Linked DNA regions of Mus musculus: region 2 is linked to region 1. The links are chromatin contacts, called in public HiChIP or PLAC-seq maps. All regions are on one chromosome and are shown on one strand. Each heading gives the region's core, a stretch centred on a gene start, on an enhancer-like site or on the middle of the called end of the contact. The rest is flanking DNA. Distances are from core to core; before and after follow the strand shown. Region 1 overlaps Pard3 (par-3 family cell polarity regulator). Region 2 has its middle 55 kb from the start of Gm26002.

Region 1 (6,253 bases), core at 1,112-3,611:
GAAGGCTGATGCCTAACCTCTGCAATCCAGACTTCCATCATTCAGCAACACAACAGCAACCAACTAAAGCTGGAAGCTCCTCTCATCTAGGCTGGAAAGTGTGAAAGGCTTATGTGTTAAAAACTTACCCCAAGTTCAATGTGGGTGGAAGCCTGTTCACTTGAAGGTGGTGGCAGAGGAATCCCAGATCACTGGGCGTAACGCTGTAAAGGCAAATAGGGCTCTGCAGCAAATAACTCTTGCCTTTACCATGTGTGGAGCAGTTCTGCTCTGCCACACACTTCCCACTGGGCTGTGCATTTTGCCATGATAGCCATTCTGCCACAGACCTGAAAGCAATGGAAGTAAACCCATCTTCTCGCTTTATAAGTTGATTTTTCCTTGGTAACTAACAGTAATGGAAAACTATCTTGGAAAACTACCTCACACACTGTTTTAGCTCCCCCACGCTGAGATTTACATTTACTGCACACCTGCATCCCCCTACCTGTTCCACAGCTGCCTGATCATTGATATTATTGTCAGTACAGGGTACTGACAGTGATTATGAAGAACAGGTAATACCCTAAGGGAATATAGGCAATGGGAACATACTGGGTAGCCAGAAACATTTAATTTCATTATGAAAAACATTCCCTTCCTTTGAGAACACCGGAAACACTTTGTGGTTGGGTTGTTTTCCTGTTTGGTGTTGTACAAAGACTGATATCAAGTGTCTCACAGCACTTGTTCACAGGAGTGATAACCCAGGATGTAGAGCACTGAACTAGCAGATGTTCAAGTTGCTCAAGCCATTGCCAACACTCTAGTGTTGGGTGGCCCAAGAAATGACCTGGGGCTGAAATAGTTCACCACTTCTTCACTTCATCAGACCCTTTCTCCAGTTGGTCCCAATGGCTTCTAGGATGACAGATGTTACTGTGTGTTGCTCTCCTGCTTTACAATAGGAGGTGTCAGTGGGCAGGGAGAGAGTTCAGTTACAAGGAGTCCCACACCCGGAAGTCACTTCAGAAGACTTCTATCTCAGCAACCTTCCCAACTCAGGACTGCTTCCTCAATCTCCTTATAAAACACACACGCATGTCCATACCCATGCACACACACATACACACACACATGTGAATGCACACAAGCATATACACATACACACACACGCAAATATGCACATGCATGTACACAAGTGAGTGCACACACATACATGCAGTCACATTCAGGCATAAACACACATACGCACACACATGCATGCATTCACACACATACAGATGCACACACATGCATGCTCACATACATGTGAATGCACACAAGCACATACACATGCACACATACACACATAAGCGAGTGCAGACACACTCAGGCATGAACACACATACTCAGGCACATCCACAAGCATAATCAAAACCCAAACCTACCAAACAAATAGAACAAAAAACGCCATTAAGGCAGACAGCTGTGCATGTAACTATCCTGGCAGAAATGAGGATATTCTAAAGAGACACTTGTGTCTCTCAATCTGACTATCAGATTGTTGAAACAATAGATCCCAAAGAAATGGGCATATCTCCAGGAATCGCTTGCTGGGAGAAGGAAAAGGCAGTGGCCAGAGGGGAACTTTTCTTCTGAAAGCAATTTCACAGGCTTCTAGCAACTTGTCAGACCACCTTACAGATAAAGCCCAGACAGTATGGGTGAGACCACCTTGACTGGGGCTGGCTGCTTAGACATTCGTATCCTTGTACCTCTTTTTAAGCTTTAATCTTGATTCAAGACCCCAAAAGACTTAGGGGATTCACTGGATGCTGCTGTCCTTCTTCCCAAAGTGACCATGCTGAATGCATGCCCCTTTCCTGCTTTCCATTTTAACTTGGCTCTTTTAATTCGTCTATTGAGGATAGTGGATAGGCATGACTTGAGACACAGGCTGTGACCCCTAAATTTGATAACATCCAGATGAACAAGAGTTGAGGCTGTCCTCTGGCCTCTACATGCAGATTCATGCACATTTACACACACGCGCGCGCACACACACACACACACACACACACACACGCACACTAGTGTAAGAACAGGAAGAATTATGGTTCATAGGAACATTTGAAAACTAAGACTAATTTAGCTGTTGGAAAATAGTATTCCCAATAGTTATTAAGCTTGATGTTTAAATAGCAATAAATTTAATCCTCTTCAGCCAGAATTTAAAAATTCCTAGTGAGAACCCAACAGCTCTAACCGACAGATGCCGAGGTCAAGCCACGCAGCTCCTCCCAGACAACACAAACCCATTACGGTGCTCAGGCACATCGCTGGGCTGTGGGAAAGAGCCTGTGCCTTGAAACTTAACCACAGACTGCCGGTTTGCTTCCTGAGGGCTTTTACTTTCTTTTCAGACAGATGGCCCAAAGTGGAGATGAAAGAAGCTGTTCTGATCTATTGTGTAGGTACAGAATGTTATCTTTGTTTTGTTTAAGCATCACCCTGCTTATAGTTAAATAACCAGGAGGAAATTCTCGGATTCAGCTTGGAAGCCAGAGCCCACGGAGACAGTGTTTGATGAATTTCTTAGTACATTAGCGTAAATGTAAGACTATAAATACAGACGATACTAGGAATGCTCTGAGTGAGAGCGGGGTATTTTGTAAAAATACTGCCTACTAACAAACTCAGCTATAGTTAGGAAGATGTGGCCACGTGTAAATTTCCACGCCATACCTCACGGTTTCCCCAAGGCACGGAGCATATCTTCTTGACACAGTTTAACGATAAAAACTCAGAACACAGGAAGCGCACTTAGTGTCCAGATTCGGAGGTACTCAAGCACGGAGCACGCTGCTCTGGTGTACGTTATAATCCCACGTCACATTGTTAAAATAATAAGGCTTAAAGTAGAGCTTCTCCCTACATACAGGACTGGGAATAAAGACCGATATTTTTTAGAGGTAGCATTTGAATGCATTATTTCACAGGCCTCTCCTGGGTTGGCTTCATACCAGTAAATGATGTCTCATCAGCCCAAATAATTTGAAGGATGGTTCATGAATTTGGTTTATGAATACTGACATATTTCAACCCACAAATCAGGATGTAACACTGCATCAAAATGGACCTAAATGAGGAGGAAAGGGGGTTGCTGCCAACAGGAGGATCCAGACGAACGAACAAAGACACTTAATTTAATAACGAAGCACTGCACTCCACCTCGACCACGGTTATTACAATAAATGCATATTCAGATGCTTCCCGAGATGTCTCCCTTCTCTTTCAGTCCAAAACAATGCCTCTCTAATCCAATACAATTCTCTCCGCTCTGCCTCTCAGCAACCGGCTTTCCCAATTTCTAATCAAAGCTGTTGATAACTGGCTCTGGCAACAGAGTGTAAAATCCCAAATGAGTCATTAAAGCTATAAGTGTGCTCCCTCTCAGAACTCGAGGTGTGCCTCATAGACCATCACATTCAGACTCAACAAGGCTCTCCTGGGTTTTCATTTGTTTGGGATCTTCTCTAGCTAATGAAGGACGGCCTGGCTTTTCTGTTGTCTTTTTAAACAGCCGGCTCCATGCAGACAATGCAAAGGTCAGGAGGGCTGAATAACTCCCATACCCGAGTCCACAACCCTTGATGGAGCTCAAGACAAAGAAGCTGGAACCTAGTGATGTTTTCTGACTACAGCAGACAGAAGAAAGTAGCTTTGAAAAAAGGCAGTGCTGACAGCTTTCGGTGGTTTTTCCTCTGAGAAACAGTGACGAGGGAAGAAATGGTCTCTTTAAATGTACTTTTGTTTGTTTACTTATTTTATGTATTTTGTTTGTTTATTACACACAAGCAAGCACACATGTCAGTGCTCATGGGTGTCTTCTTTAATCAGCCTCCACGGGGTCTCTCACTGAACCCTGAGCTTTAAGATTAGGCTCAGTTGACTAGCCAGTAAGACACAGGAATCTACCTGTCTCCCCCAGTCTAGGACTACAGATAAACACCATCATCACCAAGAATACAATATTGTTATTGTTTTGGGGTTGGCTGATATATTCCTTTTCTATTTTTTCGGAAAAAAAAACGTATTATTTCACTACTAAGACCATTTTTAACATTTAGTCAAAAATTATATTAATACATGCTGGAGCTGCAGAGATAGCAGAGTGAACAAATGCTTGCTGCACACACATGAGAGCTTCAATTTAATCTATAGCGCCCACGTCAGTCAGTAGCTGGGCATGGTGGCACGTCTATACACACACACACACACACACACACACACACACACACACACACACACACACACACGGTAATTCAGTAGTCATGATTTCCAGAAACTTGACACATATAATCAAAAGAGAAGGTTCTAGAAGGCACCTAAAAAGAATCTGTAGCAAATTTCATACTGACAGTTTTCGTATATTTTTATTATTGCACACACACACAAACATTATGTGTGTGTGTGTGTGTGTACATGCATGTTTATGAAGGTTAGATGGCACTTGAGGGTATCCGTTTGCTCCTTCTGCCACATGGATCCTGGGAACAAACTCAAGTTTTCAGGCTTGGTGGCAAGTACCATTACACACTGATCCATCTTGCTGGCCACAGTGCTTCTTAACCCACTAGACCCTCTCTCTGGCCCCACGCAGCTTTTAAACAGTGCTGCCTATAAAGAAAGGGATTTACAGGAAGAGGTGCTTCAAAAACAAAAAGCAGAATCCTCTCCACGAGAGGCCTATTTTGTTTTAAGGTGAGACTATCTACCTCAGTGGCAAACTAGGAGTATGTGCTGCCTCCAGACCCACAGCAGGATTCTCTGAGAGTCAGTAAATATATCATGCTACAATACCAGATAGAGGGCAGGGGCAGGAGCCAGACACACAGGACAGGCAAAGGAGCTGATAGCTACCTACTGTGATGGTAGCTATCACAGTAGGTAGCTGATACCTATACCTACTGTGCATCACAGGGATGTGACACAGATACAGTCTGGGGCATCAGCTGGCCAGGGCAGCAAGATGAGGAGGATGGAGGTTCAGGTGGGAAAAGGACGTGGTCCTGGCACAAGAAGAAGTTGCTTCACACCTAGATGTCACAGCTAGAGTGTCTTCACTGGGTTCTCAGTAGAAGCAATGGTGGGTATGGCCATACAAAGAAATGTGGTGCCCAGGAGAGCCAGCCTTACTAGATATACAATATACTCTTTATCCAGCTGACTCCAAGTACTAACGCTATATGTGTAGCTCAAATCATGCCCGGTTTTTCATAAGTTTATGGTTTTTCAATAATTACTTATTGCTTTAAGAAAAAAAAACAAAAGTAACAGTTAACATTCAAATCATACAAGCTCATCACATAGAGACAGTCACGTCTGTGGAACTTCTGTTCATATATATCTAAGTGTGGTGCCCTTAAGTGTCTTTGAATCATTATTCTTTAAGTCCAAGAAAGACCCATAGCTGGGTATAATTTGTAACCAAAACATAAACCTATTGGAGATAAAGTTCCATTGGTAGAGAGCTTACCTAGCACACATGGAACCTTCTTTGACTCCCAGTGTAGAATAAGCCTGACCTATGTGGGTACACCTGTAATCCCAGCATTGGGTTGGAGAAGTTCAAGGTCCTCAGCTACATATCAAGTTTGAGGACAGTTTGGAATAGATGAAACCTTATCTCAGAAAACAAAACAAGACATTACCTAAATCCAGGGCACAGGCACAAAACTGGTATGCCACAAGCACTAAGGTGAATTCATATCACGCATGCCAGAGGTCCTGGAAAAAGACAGTGTAACCATCTAACCTGGGTGACCATTGGAGGGACCTCATCTGGCAGAGGGGGGTGGGGTGGGGAGGGGAGTTGAAGCATCCTTTTGACATGTAAGTTGATCAGTATATCTTCCTTTCCTAACTATCTTTATATCCCTCTTTAGGAATTTGTAAAGAAGGCTATTGATGATCACTGGGGACTTTATTCAAGACTTAAGGCAGAGGGATACAGCTTTCATGTCCCAAACACAGATGGTGGCAACGATAATAGCCACCTGTATATCTCCCAGCTCTGTCCTGTGACTTTAGGAGCTGTAAGGTGCACACTTCCTAATTCAAGGCAGAAATCTATGAATCCGGATATTTTAGGAAAATCAAATTTAACAAAACCCAATAATCCATCAATGCAAAAGCAATGAAATACCCATCAAAATCCTAAGGTGCATTCTGAAAAAGCACACACATTCAAAGGAATCTGCAGAAACAATTCTCCCTCTGCAGCCACACT
Region 2 (6,253 bases), core at 2,296-4,795, 1.1 Mb before region 1:
ATAAAATAAGACACAACTGTGGGACAGATTTTCTTCCCTCCCCCATTCCCCTCTCCCTTTTCCTCTCCTCCCTCTGCTGAGATCATAGCCAGGATCCTGTGTGTGGTAGGCAAGTACACCATTACTGAGCCACACTCAGAATCTACTTGGGGTTGATTGGTTTGCAAGTAAATGAGACTTATGATGTTGAAAGAGGTATAGATTTGAAAGCTGGAGGGCACACTTTGGAGGCACAGCGCAAACCAACAGGTCTTTAAATTTTCCTGTTGACTTACACTATACAGTCTGAGGTGGTTTTGGTTTGTTTGGTTTTCCTTTTTGGTGCTGGAACATTGTGGGACTAAGTTGCCCTCTGGATGAAGACAGCTCTGTGAGCAATTAAAACAGCAGATAAATGTCTGAAGGCAAACAAAACCAATACCAGAATCTAACTGCTCTGCTGTGTGTGTGTGTGTGTGTGTGTGTGTGTGAGAGAGAGAGAGAGAGAGAGAGAGAGAGAGAGAGGAGAGAGAGTCATGTAACCCAGGCTGTTATGACAGGAATGGTAGAAAATGTAAGAGCCAAATTCAACCTGTAAGCCTACCTGCACAAGGACCAGGTAATTTCCTGGAATTGTGGTAGTTGTAGTTCTTAGAAAATATCAAAGCCACATGGGAAATACAGTGGCCATTGATTTTGTCCTTAAAAAGTTCCTACAACTTGTGTCTTGTCACCACTCACTATAATTCCAGAGAATGGACCTGACCAGAGTCCATCCTGGTCAGTATTTAATTAAAGCTTGCTTCAAATTTGGCTCAACATTGCGGAACTGGTTTTCTCTTGTGAATCTGAGCATTAACCAAATGAAGATACTTACCAAGAAGTGGTGGCACATGCTTTTAATCCCAGCACTCGGGAGGCAGAGGCAGGTGAATCTCTGAGATCAAGGCCAGCCTTGTCTACAGAGCAAGTTCTAAACTGTCCAGGGCTACACAGAGAAACCCTATCTAGAAAACCTAAGACACAAAAACAAGCAAGCAAATAAACAAAAGAAATGAAGATACTCTCAAGAGACACTTAATTCTCAGTCTGACTATTGAACTGAAATACAAAGAAATGGGGTTTTCCCCCAAATCTCATGACTTGGGGATGGAGCACTGGATCTCCTTGTCTTTTTCCCAACAAAGCCACATTGAATAAATTCCCTATTCATCTAACACTTTTAATTGGTTTATTGAGGAGGGTGGCCAAACTTGTCTTGGAGCACAGGTTGTGATCCCCAAGTTTGATAACAGCCAAAAACCCAATACACAAGGCAGAATATCCTTGAACTTCTGATCTATCTTCTGCTTCTTTTGGGGGCAGGGATTATAGACATGTGCTACAGGCTGGTTTATAATGTCCTAAGGATGAAACCCAGGACTTTATGTATGTTAAGTGTGGCCATCCCCAGCCCTATTTGCCGTTTTGAATCTTAATTTGTGTGATCAGGAAATTCCTGAAAAGAAGCTGTGTCTACAAAGGCTGATTTTTGTCAAAGACTTCAATGAGTGGGGTATTTCAAATGTTGCCAGGTTTGGAGCCTAATTACAGTTTCTCCTTTCCCTCCCCTGAGTTAGACCTGATACCCTAATAAACAGATAAAAACCTTTAGAATGTGTTAACTTAACAAACCCTATTTATCATCAATAAGGTGGCACCAAGAATGCTCTCAGATAGCATCTGAGGGACAGAGTTGAGATTCCTCCACCTGCTGTAACTGTTAATGTTTCCACCAGTGTATTTTAAATTTTCCTTGAATTATAACTTTCTTTGTTCTGTTACCATAACAGCTCCACAAAACTGCTTCCACGATGGAACATGGAACCCGAATTTAAATTCCCAAGCCATGATCACTCACATTTTTGGCTCCAGAATAAACTATTTTATATTCCCTTTGATTTGAGATCTATGTGTTTTTGTATCAACAGTTTCCTAACATGGGTGCCACAAACCAAGATCCTGAGTAAAATACAGATGGCTCTGGCCTGACAATGGCTTGGTTTATCAGTTGTTTTTTTTTTTTTTTTTTTTTTTTGCTTTGTTTTGTTTTTTAACTTTACAATGCTGAGAAAGTGATATGTACTCTAGGAACTGTGCTTGGATTTCAGTTTGTGTGTGTGTGTGCGCATGTGCGTGTGTATATGTGTGTGTGCATGTGTGTGTGCCTGTGCACACATATATGAGCTCATGCATGTAGAGGTCAGAAGGCAACCTCACTGTCATATAATCTGAAGCTGGCTCACCGAGAAGGCTAGAGTGGCTGGTGGCTGGTCAACAAACCCCAGCAATTGTCTATCTGCTTTTTCAGCACAGAAATGACAAGCATGGGCCACCATGCTTTTTTACATAGGTGCTCGAAATGAATGATGGTCTTCCTGCTTCTAAGGCAAGACAAAACCAGTCCCTAAAACAAAGAGAAGGTTCCAGAAAATCTGCTTCTTGTAGAATTTCCAGTAACCTCCAAAACATACCCCAGAGTTCAGAGGCTACAAGAACAGGCAGTTTGACTTACTACCTTCCCTGCAATTTTCAAAAGCATTTTATCCAGAAAAACAGTTTGTGGGTCTGGAGAAACCATTGCTCCTCATCCCCACTCTCTCAGTCTCTGTGCTCAGACTCTGGACTGTGCATTCTCCTGGACACTCAGGTGCTGCACCACAGGATTTAGAGGCACCACCTCCCAGACCAATTGAAGTAGGTTCTTGCCATCACGTTGATCTGAGTTTTCATTCTGTTTTTCTTCATTTATTTAATTTGTACTCTTTACTGACTGAGCCATTTTCCCAGCCCCAGCCTTTCAATGCTTTTCTGACTTGTATATTTTCAACTTAAATTGACTTTAAAGAGCCACTGTGAGTGGAGGACATCTGCATTCTGAAAGTGTGTTCTTGAAGCCACATGTTTCTTTTCCTGACAGGCATCCAAGCCACTGCCTGTATTGTGAGCTACTGTTGGAAGGGGAGAGTGAGGACCCAGGTCATCACACTTGGCCCTTTCAGGTTACACGGTCTGTTTGTCCTGCTAAAGCAGTAGCTTTCAACCTTCCTAATGGTGTGAGCCTTCAATACAGTTCCTCATCTCATGGTGACCCCCTGCAACCATAAAATTAATCCATTGTTACTTCACAACTATAATTTTGCTACTGTTATGAATCATAATGTAAATATCTGATATACAGAATATTCGTTTGAGCCCCACAAAGGGGTTTCCACCCCAGTCTGACCATCTGATTCCAGGCCTTCTGTGTTAGACTCTGGGACTGCTCAGGTCTCAGCACATCTGTGAAATAAGTATTAACAGCTGCCTGCTGAGTCCCGGTGAGAAGTAAGTGTGTCATTGTCTCTTCCTCTCCATGCTCTGCTGATTCTTTTTCAGTTCTGAGGAGAGATAGGGCCTGGGAGGTTCAGGCTTTTGAGGAGAGTACCCTGTTGTGAATAAGCTCCATCTCTGGGGTGAGTGGTCTTAGCATTTGTTTCCTGGCTATGATTCCTTGTTCTGAGTACCTGTGACCCGGTCATGCACTTGACTGGACATTTCCACTTTGGCTGAATTAGGATGCACATGTTCATCTTGAGAGAGAGTGCAACATTTACTGTTTTATTTCCTCACCTGCCCAGAAGGGCTGGCTGGCCACTCACTGAAAATAGATGTAACTAGAGTTTGTTGGCACAGCTGCTATATTTAGCCTAAGAATTTTATAAAATGTGCAACAGAGCCCACACTCTCCCCGCCCTGCAAAAGACCCACCAGAAACAGACAAGCTTTTCTCACCCTTGCAAGATCTTAAGTTGTTTTGTTTGAGGTTTCTCATTTCCTGACACACTGAGGAAGTTTGACCCAACATTGCTTTCTTTTTTTTTCTTTTTAATATATTTTATTGGAAAGAGAGAAGGTCATGTTGTTGTCACTAAGCAACATGAATGGGGAAGCATGCCCAGGACAGCTTACTGAATAAACAATCTCATGGTGCAGATAAGAACTGAGATCTTGCCCTTTTTTCTGTGTCTTCAGAAGCCAGGCTGGAACGCCAGCCTAGTGTCTGAATGTGTTCCATGTAGCACCATCTGTGCCCTGAACCTTGACCTTAACAAGTAGGGAGGAGAATACTGGCAAGGCAGCTGCCTGATGAGAATACTGGCAAGACAGCTGCCTGATGAGACTGGTCAGTGATGAGAATGGCTGGTGCCATTTTTACAAGTGAGTCACCCATAGTGTGCCTGGAATCTCTACTTCATATACATACTCTGGGATTTTGTTCTTTGGCCCAATTTAAAAGGCTACCTGAAGACTTTATGCTTGCAATTTAAAATATTGTCTGGATGTTTTCCAGCATAAGTGGTTTAAAGACAGAGAGCTATATTTGTGGGTCTATTTTGTTTTTTGTTTTTTTAATTTAACATATGAAAAAAGAAAGGGTTGGCCTATTGATTGTCATCACACTGAACAAGCTCCAAGGCTGGTCTGGAATTCATAGTTGATATGCAAAATCTAGAGAGCCCAAGTCAATACTTTTGAACGACTAAGTTTTTCCTCCAGAAAGAACAATAAACTTGAATGTAAGAAATAAAGCACTAAGGATGTGGCTTAGTTGGTAAAATCTTTTTCTCATGTACAGGAAGTCCAGAGAGTTGCAGCTTAATCCTATCATATCAGCTCTCAGGAGGTAGAGGAAGGAGGATAAGAATTTCATTCTCTTGCAACATATGGCACTTGAGGTCAGCTTGGTTCACATGAGACACTTCCATCTTACCCGGTGTCCACCCAAAAAGAGAACAACAAAGACTTTCATACACAATATTCAACTCATTGAGTGGTCATTTTATACTATCTATACTATACTATAAAGAGAGAAATAAGATCTGAGTACTTATATGGCTCTTGGGGACAGGACTTCTCTGCTTCAGTAATTTAATTTATTTTTTAATTCATACATTCTAGCAATAGACATTTATTTAGCACACTCCAAGTACCAGGTTCTAGGTTAGATGATGAAAATACATGATTCTGAGTAGGTTCATTTGTTCCAGAGGCTTTAAAAGCAGGGGTGAGATGATTTTAACCAGACACACAACATTAAGTTAGTGTGTAGGACGTAATGGTTTCTAGTGCTGTTCTGGGATAAAGTGCTAATTCAGGACTGCATCTGGAGAAGGTAGCAGGAACTGTTTCTTATCAAAAGACATTGTCATATGAGTAGCATGGAGAGGGAAGGATACTTCAGGATAAGAGTTCAACATACACAAGTACACAAGTGGTCAATAAGAACTGATCTGCTGCCCATGGAATAATAGTCAGGCTGGTGAGAGAGCTTGGTTAATAAAGAAATTCCCTTGCAATCATTAGGACCTCAGTGTAATTCCCAGAACTCACATAATAAAGCCAGGTGTGGTGGCAGAGCTCTTAATTCCAGCATTAGAGAGGTGGATCCCTGGGGCTCGTTGACTAGCTAGTCTTTCCTCCTTTGTGAGCTACAAACCTGTGAGAGACACTGTTTCAAAAACAATAAACAAGAATGACAACTCAAAAAACCAAAAACCAAACCCAAAACTCAAAAACAAACAAATTCTAAATGGACTGTGCTTGAGGAACAAGATTGTACTGGAGCCTCCTCATGCTTGCAAACACACTTACATGCACACCAGCACACATATGCAGACACAAACATACATGCATAGACAAAAGATGAAGGAAATATCATTTGCAGGAAAATGGTTGTAGGCAGAGATGTAGTGAGCACAATAATCCAGAATCAGAAAGGCAAGAATCATGTTTCCTCTTGCACATGGACTCTGTGGAGAAAAAGGCACAAAAGTGGAGGAGCAAGTAGAGAAAGGAAGGGGATGGAGGGAAAGGGATGCTAAGAAACGGCTACAGGTGGATATGATCAAAGTACATCATATCCATGAATGAAAATGTCACAACTAATGTACATGAATAAACAGAAAATTATCATGCACACTGTAAACAATGTTTCAATTACTAATTAATACATTTTGGTATAAGTAATTCCAGAATACCTAAAGTGGTTGATGACTTATTTTGCATTAAAATTAGTAATTTGTAGGTATGTTAATGAATTTTATAATTTAAAATGCTAGCCATATTAATTGTCAAATTAAATGTAATCTGCAATACAATTACAGAGATAGTGGTCTATTTGTACACTCAGTTTGCAAGTGAGAGAGGTGGGGCAGAGGGACTGCTGGATGCACTCTCCTTTGGGAAGCTCATG

The links. HiChIP or PLAC-seq counts read pairs in DNA pulled down with a chosen protein or histone mark.
Region 2: a contact with region 1 is called in an H3K27ac HiChIP or PLAC-seq map of regulatory T cells, with 7 times the contacts expected there. The contact joins two enhancer-like sites. A contact is called at or near these places in 1 of 15 datasets of contacts at CTCF or cohesin (large pre-B cells), 1 of 484 Hi-C or Micro-C datasets (bone marrow-derived macrophages) and 3 of 115 datasets of contacts at active chromatin or transcription factors (embryonic stem cells and regulatory T cells).

Annotation. Positions count from the first base shown.
Region 1 is chr8:127,496,464-127,502,716 of GRCm38.p6, reverse strand. The region is part of intron 22 of Pard3 (par-3 family cell polarity regulator); the gene reads right to left. It overlaps Gm51558 (a long non-coding RNA gene), which reads right to left. Exons shown (of 2, transcript XR_003947492.1): 1 at 4,923-6,253; 2 at 1-4,884. Among named protein-coding and RNA genes, the nearest start is that of Gm51558, 25 kb to the right of the region's middle. Within about 2 kb of position 2,361, at least 83 of the 459 cell types and tissues checked have an H3K27ac peak or open chromatin away from gene starts, as enhancers often do. A contact at or near this core is called in regulatory T cells, where this site is marked.
Region 2 is chr8:128,592,768-128,599,020 of GRCm38.p6, reverse strand. No RefSeq gene overlaps it. Among named protein-coding and RNA genes, the nearest start is that of Gm26002, 55 kb to the left of the region's middle. Within about 2 kb of position 3,545, at least 56 of the 459 cell types and tissues checked have an H3K27ac peak or open chromatin away from gene starts, as enhancers often do. A contact at or near this core is called in regulatory T cells, where this site is marked.